Regions from separate parts of the Mus musculus genome. Here region 1 is linked to region 2. A link is a contact called in public Hi-C data. All regions are on one chromosome and are shown on one strand. Each heading gives the region's core, a stretch centred on a gene start, on an enhancer-like site or on the middle of the called end of the contact. The rest is flanking DNA. Distances are from core to core; before and after follow the strand shown.

Region 1 (3,377 bases), core at 84-2,583, 460 kb before region 2:
ACTATAAAGTCTTGCTTTGTTTTTCTTTCCCTTTGGTGGTGGGGACAGAATCCCAGGCTTGCTCATGCAGTAGCACAGCCTTTATCACTGGCCATACCCCAAGCAGGGCTTACTCTCAGACTCAGGGCGCATGGCTGAGGAGGCAGAACCTGACGGACAACCTGACAAAGGGAGAGACTTCCCCTCAGATCATGCTGGCTCCATTCTATACCTGAAGGATAAAAAGACCAGGATAAAGAACGATGGTTGAGTTATACAGCAAAATAGCTGGGTATATCAGGGCAGATGTAAGCTCCAAAGCTATTGTGGGTGTAAGTGCCATGATGTTTGATGGAGTTCTGGGCTGGATGGAGGCTTCCTGGTCACTGGCGCTGTACTAGTCTCAAGAATAATACATGAGAATGCCAAGTGGGATTCAGGAGATTTCCATGAAGGCCCACATTCTCCATTTCTTGTTAGATCCTAAGAGATGCTATTGTATTAGAGTAGCGAGGAGGGAGGAGAGGAGGCCCAAGTCTGGCTTCATGTGTAAACTACAGAACTCACATTACAACATCACAGGAATGGCTAAAGCCACCTCAGATTTTTAAAACAAGTGTTTTGCATCCTTCTAATTTCTTCTTTATCAGCCACTCATGGGGTTATTTAGGTAAAGCCCTGTCAAAATGATATGATATATTAGGGAACATTTAGAACCTTGAGGGGTTAGGGCCAGAAAATATCCTCTATGCACATAGTTCATCTGAAAATGTCCTCTAGTCAGTACTCCTGTAGCTAGGCAAGGCATGCCTAGCTCTGCTCCTGGGCAGCTGGGCTGCTGAGGGGAGAGTGCCCGACTTGAACAAGAAGCCCCAGTTCAGGGCTGCCCAGGAACACGTCTCTCTGTTGCTTAGGAGCAAATCCAGAATTCTGCATAACAGTCTGTCTCATGAAACTCTGTAAGCCAAGCCTGCTCGATTGAGTCGTTTCTTCTCCTTTACTCCATGCTTTTGGTAAATAAAAGAGGAGCACCCTCCAAACTGTAAGTAGGAAAGAAAGCCACTAGAGTCAGAGCACAGTCTGTGGGAACTGAACACACCCACAGAGGTTTCCAAGTGTGAAAGTGGGTCACTCTCCTGGGCACTGCGGCGGTGTAAGTCCGGGAGCAATGCTTCAAAGAGCATGCCTGGCTAATTCCACTCAAAGTCTGCGGAACAGCTCAGTCTTGATTTGCTTATGCATAGAAGCAAACATGTTGGTCTGGTGAGCTGGAAATGCCCTGCTCATTCAAGGGAGTACACAGCAGGCAAGTGCAGCTGCCGGGCCTCTGAACCAGGATTGCAGATCTAATTCTTTGGGTCTCTCCACCTCTGCGCACACATGATCCAGTGTGTGTGTTACTGAACTCTGCCATGTGGCCTCTGGTCTAGTGCCCCTGCTTTTACTTTACAGGTTGGCTCTGGCAAGGTTTGTCTCTTTCTTTCTTTCTTTCTTTCTTTCTTTCTTTCTTTCTTTCTTTCTTTCTTTCTTTCTTTCTTTCTTTCTTTCAACTTATGACTTTAAGCATAAAATTGCAACATGATTAGGAGCAATCCCAATATCTACATCCTAGAATTTTCTTTTCTGAAAACACAGTCATATCATTTTCATGCGCCCTTCTGAATCCTTTTCCAATGCAAGGAATGCACTCAAAGTGTGAGCACTCACTAAAGTATGCACTGTGTGCAGCCTAGTGATTTTTATCTAATGACTGGGCAGTTATGAGTAAGCTGTCAGGCAGAAAAGCCACAGACAATGCAGGGAAATTCAGGCCCATCTGCTGAAGAGTAGTTAAGTAATGTGGTGGGAATGTCGTCAGCCTAGCAACAACAGTCAACTAACTTGAAAGACACTGATGGCCAATGAGCATGACAGGGGACAAAGGGACAAGACTGCTAGTAGGAGAGACAGAAGGACATTGGATTTTATAGACAGCAATGAGAGGCCAGGAAGAGAAGTGAAGCTATAATAACATGGTCACAGTTTTACCTTTAAAACAAAAATTCCCTGCCAATTTGGGGCCAGGTTAAAGACTTGTTGTTAGGTTTCAAACCCAGGACAGGCTGAGGTGCATCTCTTGGTCCCATACTGCATCCTCCAGCAGAAGGGACTGGGCTGCTCTTCCCCCACAGTCTCTTCTCTATATAATCCAGATGTTTTTGGCTATTCACCCCTTTCGTACCTTTGGTCTCCTGGCTGCTGCACCTTCTACCCCTCTCTCCCCTCTTTCTTCACCTCTCCCTCTTCCCACATGGCTCAAGGTCATGTCCACTCTGAACTCTCGATGTCTCTGCCTGTGCTATGCTCTCCCACATATGTGTAATAAGCTTTTCTCCTCTGCCATACCTAGGAGCAGCCATGTCCATTTCCTTTCCTTTTCTTTGTCTATTAACTTACTAAACACAACTACAGAAGAAACAGCTGGAAAATGAAGTTGAAAACGCAGATGACTAATATCCACTTCAACTTTCAACAAGTTCTCTAAACTAAAACTGGAATGTTTTCCATGCTCAGCCTTCCACTGAAGCAGATTTTAATGTGCCTGTCTCCTGTCCCTGTCACAGGTCTTTTTCCCTTAATAGTCTCTTGTCCCACCCAGTTGGTTCTATCAAGGCTGAGTACAAAATTGTTCCAGTCTGTTTTCCTGTTACCATCTCCCAAAGAATACAGTGTAACTATTTACACAACATTTTCCTCTATCTGTCTGTATTACTTTTCTATTACTGTGACAAAATACTTGACAGAAACAATTTAGAAAGGGGAAAAGTTTTATCTTGGCTCTCAGTTTTTGAAGGTTTTAGTTCATTATATTGGGGGAGGCATGGTAGAGCAGCCTACCCAATCAGTGATGGGAGAAGCATATTATAGAGGCTGTTCACATGGCAACAGACCAGGAAGCAGAAAAGATGCTAGCACCAGGGCATGGGTATGACCCTCAAAGGCCTATCCATAGTGATCCACTTCAGTTAGTCAGGCCCAACCTCTTAAATGTCCTACAATTTACCCAAACAGCACTACTAGCTGAGGAACATATGTCAAAAAACCCAGTCCTGTGTGGGGCATGTGAGATTCCAAAGGTAACAGTGGCATTATGGATAATCTAGGGATTACTTCAGTATGTATAACCTGTGGTGGCAGGCTGCATGTACCTCAGGGTCACTGTTGATAGAGCTCAACACAAAATCATAAATTTGCTTAAAACATATTGAATTGTTCGAGATACTTGTGTAACTTGACTGTGCAGTTCTTGTGTAGTGAGTGAGCTTTGCAGGCAATAATGTAGTACCACACATCAAAAGGCTAGATATGGCTGGCAGGAGGATGAGTGTAAATTTTAGGCAAGTAATTCTTCCATCTTA
Region 2 (3,103 bases), core at 30-2,529:
TGCAGAAACATCCTCTAAGCTACTCGGTCACTGCTTTTCTCATGACACAAGCTCTTTGCTCCTTCATCTTCTTCTCTCATAGCTGGGGAGTTACTTTTCTGGAAACCATGGTGCTTCCAGGAGGTGGTTCCCAATGCCTAGTCCCAGATACAGAAGTTATGAGTAACACAGATCTCCTTCTCAGATATGGGCTGTAGACTGGCATGGCACCACATCAAAGTCAGTACTAAAATAGTGAAATGGTCTCTGATCTGAGAGCAACTAATTCTCCTCTTTTGAGTCCCCACCTGCTCTTCATGAGAAGAAATATCACACCAGGTGATTCACCAAGCCTTGACCAAGGCTTCCCTGAGTCTTTCTTCTGCATTTCCAGATATACTGGATTCTTTGTTCTTGATTCTTCATATCTAGCATAGATATTCTTTTAAGTCAGCAACTGGGGACAGTAATAATAATAAGAACTTACTGATGTCTTCCCCCATGTTCCTGTGATCATGGGAAAATGTTATCTCTTTTATCAGAAAAATAAAACAAACAAATGAACAAACGAACAAACAAAATTGTAAATTTCCACAAATTCTTACTTTGAATTAATGAGGCAAAATAAGATATTTTGCAAACAATGTGAAAAGTGTGGCAGATGTTAGAAATCTTTAGATGAATGGACTTTTCCTCTACACTGCTGAGCTTGGACTCCAAACGACTACTGAAAGTCAGACACACGTAGAACACCATGGTTAATTGTGATTAGTCGTCTTCTATGGGTTTTATTTTTGATGTGCACCTGTGAATGTACACACGTGTATCCATGTATAGGTTAGAGGTCAATGTCAAGTGTATTCATCAATCACACATAGCCTCTTTCTTTTTCAATGAACCCAGAGCTCACCAGTTCAGCTAGACTAGCTGTCCAGCATGTCCCAAGAGTTGGCCAGTCTTAACCTCCCTGGCTTTAGGATTACATAATTATACAGGACTGTTTTACATGGATTATGGCCATTGAACTCACGACCTCAAGATTATATGTTAAACACTCCATTGACTTAGTCATCTCCCCCATCCTCTATGTGTTCTAACTACATGATATGCCTTTTATTCTTTCCATCTTTCACTTCCCTCCCCTTGAGCAAACACCCTTGTCCCCAGTCCAAGAGGATTTGGAGGACTGGCTTCCATCACACAATGATAGGATTTTGTTTATTGTAAGTGAGGAATGGGCAAAGGGAGACACAAAACAGATGAATAGGCAAGAGTATGAATAAACTATCCATGCTGTCAAGGAACAGATGGTGGCTGGAGCTTCTGGCCTAAACAAACCAATCTGTGAGATCTAGAAGGCGATAGTGTTCATGTTTTCCTAAGAAAAAGTTCTAGTGATAGAGTAAAAATGATCTCACCACTGAATTTCTACCATAAAACAAAACAAACAAAACAAAACAAAACAAAACTACTCTTTCATTTATAGTACATCCAACAAATAGTCACTGTGTCATTTTTATTTATTGTAAACACTGGAGGCCTAAGGGTGTCCAAAAGAGCAACAATAGAGACCACTCCCACCTCTCCTTCAGTCTGTGCTCACAAGGTTTTATGATACCTTGTTGAAGAGAAGACTTTAGAGGCAGGCTGGGAAATAGGAGACTATAATGTAGGTGTGTGGTACCCGCCTATGCTAATACCACGCCAGCCTAAGTTTTCCAACAATCAACCAGAGTTTGGATCTGATAGCTCTACCCTGACTTAGATTTTTGGAATAAGTTTTTATTGTGAATTTTTTTTAACTACCTTCACAGATTCTGATCTTCAGAACACAGAATTCTGGAGAAGATAAAGGAAGTAGTGCAAGTGTGCGTGTGCGTGTGTGTGTGAGAGAGAGAGAGAGAGAAAGAGAGAGAAAGAGAGAGAAAGAGAGAGAGAGGGAGAGGGAGAGGGAGAGAGAGAGGGAGGGAGAGAGAGAGAGAGAGAGAGAGAGAGAGAGAGAGAGAGAGAGAGAGAGAGGAAGGAAGAAGAGACAGAACCGTGGGCTTCATTCCCACTAGGAGAGCTCTCTAACACTGGGTAGGACCATGTGGACCAAGGTGGCTGTGGTTGCACAGAATGCACTATGGAGTCAATGCCTGTAGGAAAATCCCATTTAGACTTACTGTATGACTTGGGGGGGAGTTAGTTAACATCTCTGTGGGTTATTATGATAACTAAATGAGTTAATAATCCATGTAGAAAATTTATGACAGGGCCTGGCACACAGTAAATCCTAGAGAATGGCATTTATGATATTGTAACTTATTTACATATAAAGTAGACATGTTTACAATGTCTTGTAAATCAGCCTGTGATTAGATGTGAGTCTTTGACATGAAAATGACCTCAAACACTACAATGAATAACACACTCTCACCTGAACTTCAGGAGTTTTAGCATGAATACAATACAGGTTTTGTCTCCAGATTCTGCATCAGGTTCAGCCAATGTCCTATTGTGAGGGATTTATGACTAGCTGATGATTGGATTGAGTGGAGTGGTATGCTGAGAAACCACTTGGAGGATGGTGAACTGGGTGGGCATTTGATGCTCCAGACACAGGTTTTTATATGGGAGGAGCCCACCTCAAGGCAGTCTCTGCCTTTCATGTCAGTGAGGAAGACTAGAAATGGTACATTGCTAATTTCTTTCAAAATATCTCTGCTATTCCATGCTGCGATCAGCTAGGGCCTTATGACCCACTCACTGGAGATGAGGTGCTCTTTCCAGCCTCCACTAAAGCCTTTATCAGCAAGTCTGACTGGTTTTGTTTGTTTTGTTTGTTGTTTTTGTTTTTTGATCCACAGAAGTGACAGTCCTGAGTCCTAAGAGCTGAGATATTACTGTCTCTGGGTTCCCTTGGTATTGGGTCCTTGTTCTCTACTTCTGGCTAGCAAGCTCAGAGGTGTTTGTAGCCATGGGAAGATCAGCACCCAGGACATCTTGGGTTCATCTGGCCTATGGAAGCACCTTTGTACTCTTACAAGGAGTTGAAAACTGAGGAAGCTGTCATTCCCTGGTTCTTTGTAGCTCTCATGTTGGTGATGAAGGGTAGGTTCAGCTGCATCTCCACTACTGTGCT

What was found. Hi-C and Micro-C count contacts between places; a contact is called where the count stands out from the background.
Region 1: a Hi-C map of uterus shows a contact between it and region 2, with 3 times the contacts expected there. The contact joins two enhancer-like sites. A contact is called at or near these places in 1 of 484 Hi-C or Micro-C datasets (uterus) and 1 of 115 datasets of contacts at active chromatin or transcription factors (embryonic stem cells).

The regions. Positions count from the first base shown.
Region 1 is chr4:5,791,642-5,795,018 of GRCm38.p6, reverse strand. All of the region lies in intron 2 of Fam110b (family with sequence similarity 110, member B), which reads right to left. Among named protein-coding and RNA genes, the nearest start is that of Gm24337, 110 kb to the right of the region's middle. Within about 2 kb of position 1,333, at least 94 of the 459 cell types and tissues checked have an H3K27ac peak or open chromatin away from gene starts, as enhancers often do. A contact at or near this core is called in uterus, where this site is marked.
Region 2 is chr4:5,335,802-5,338,904 of GRCm38.p6, reverse strand. No RefSeq gene overlaps it. Among named protein-coding and RNA genes, the nearest start is that of 4930423M02Rik, 290 kb to the left of the region's middle. Within about 2 kb of position 1,279, at least 2 of the 459 cell types and tissues checked have an H3K27ac peak or open chromatin away from gene starts, as enhancers often do. A contact at or near this core is called in uterus, where this site is marked.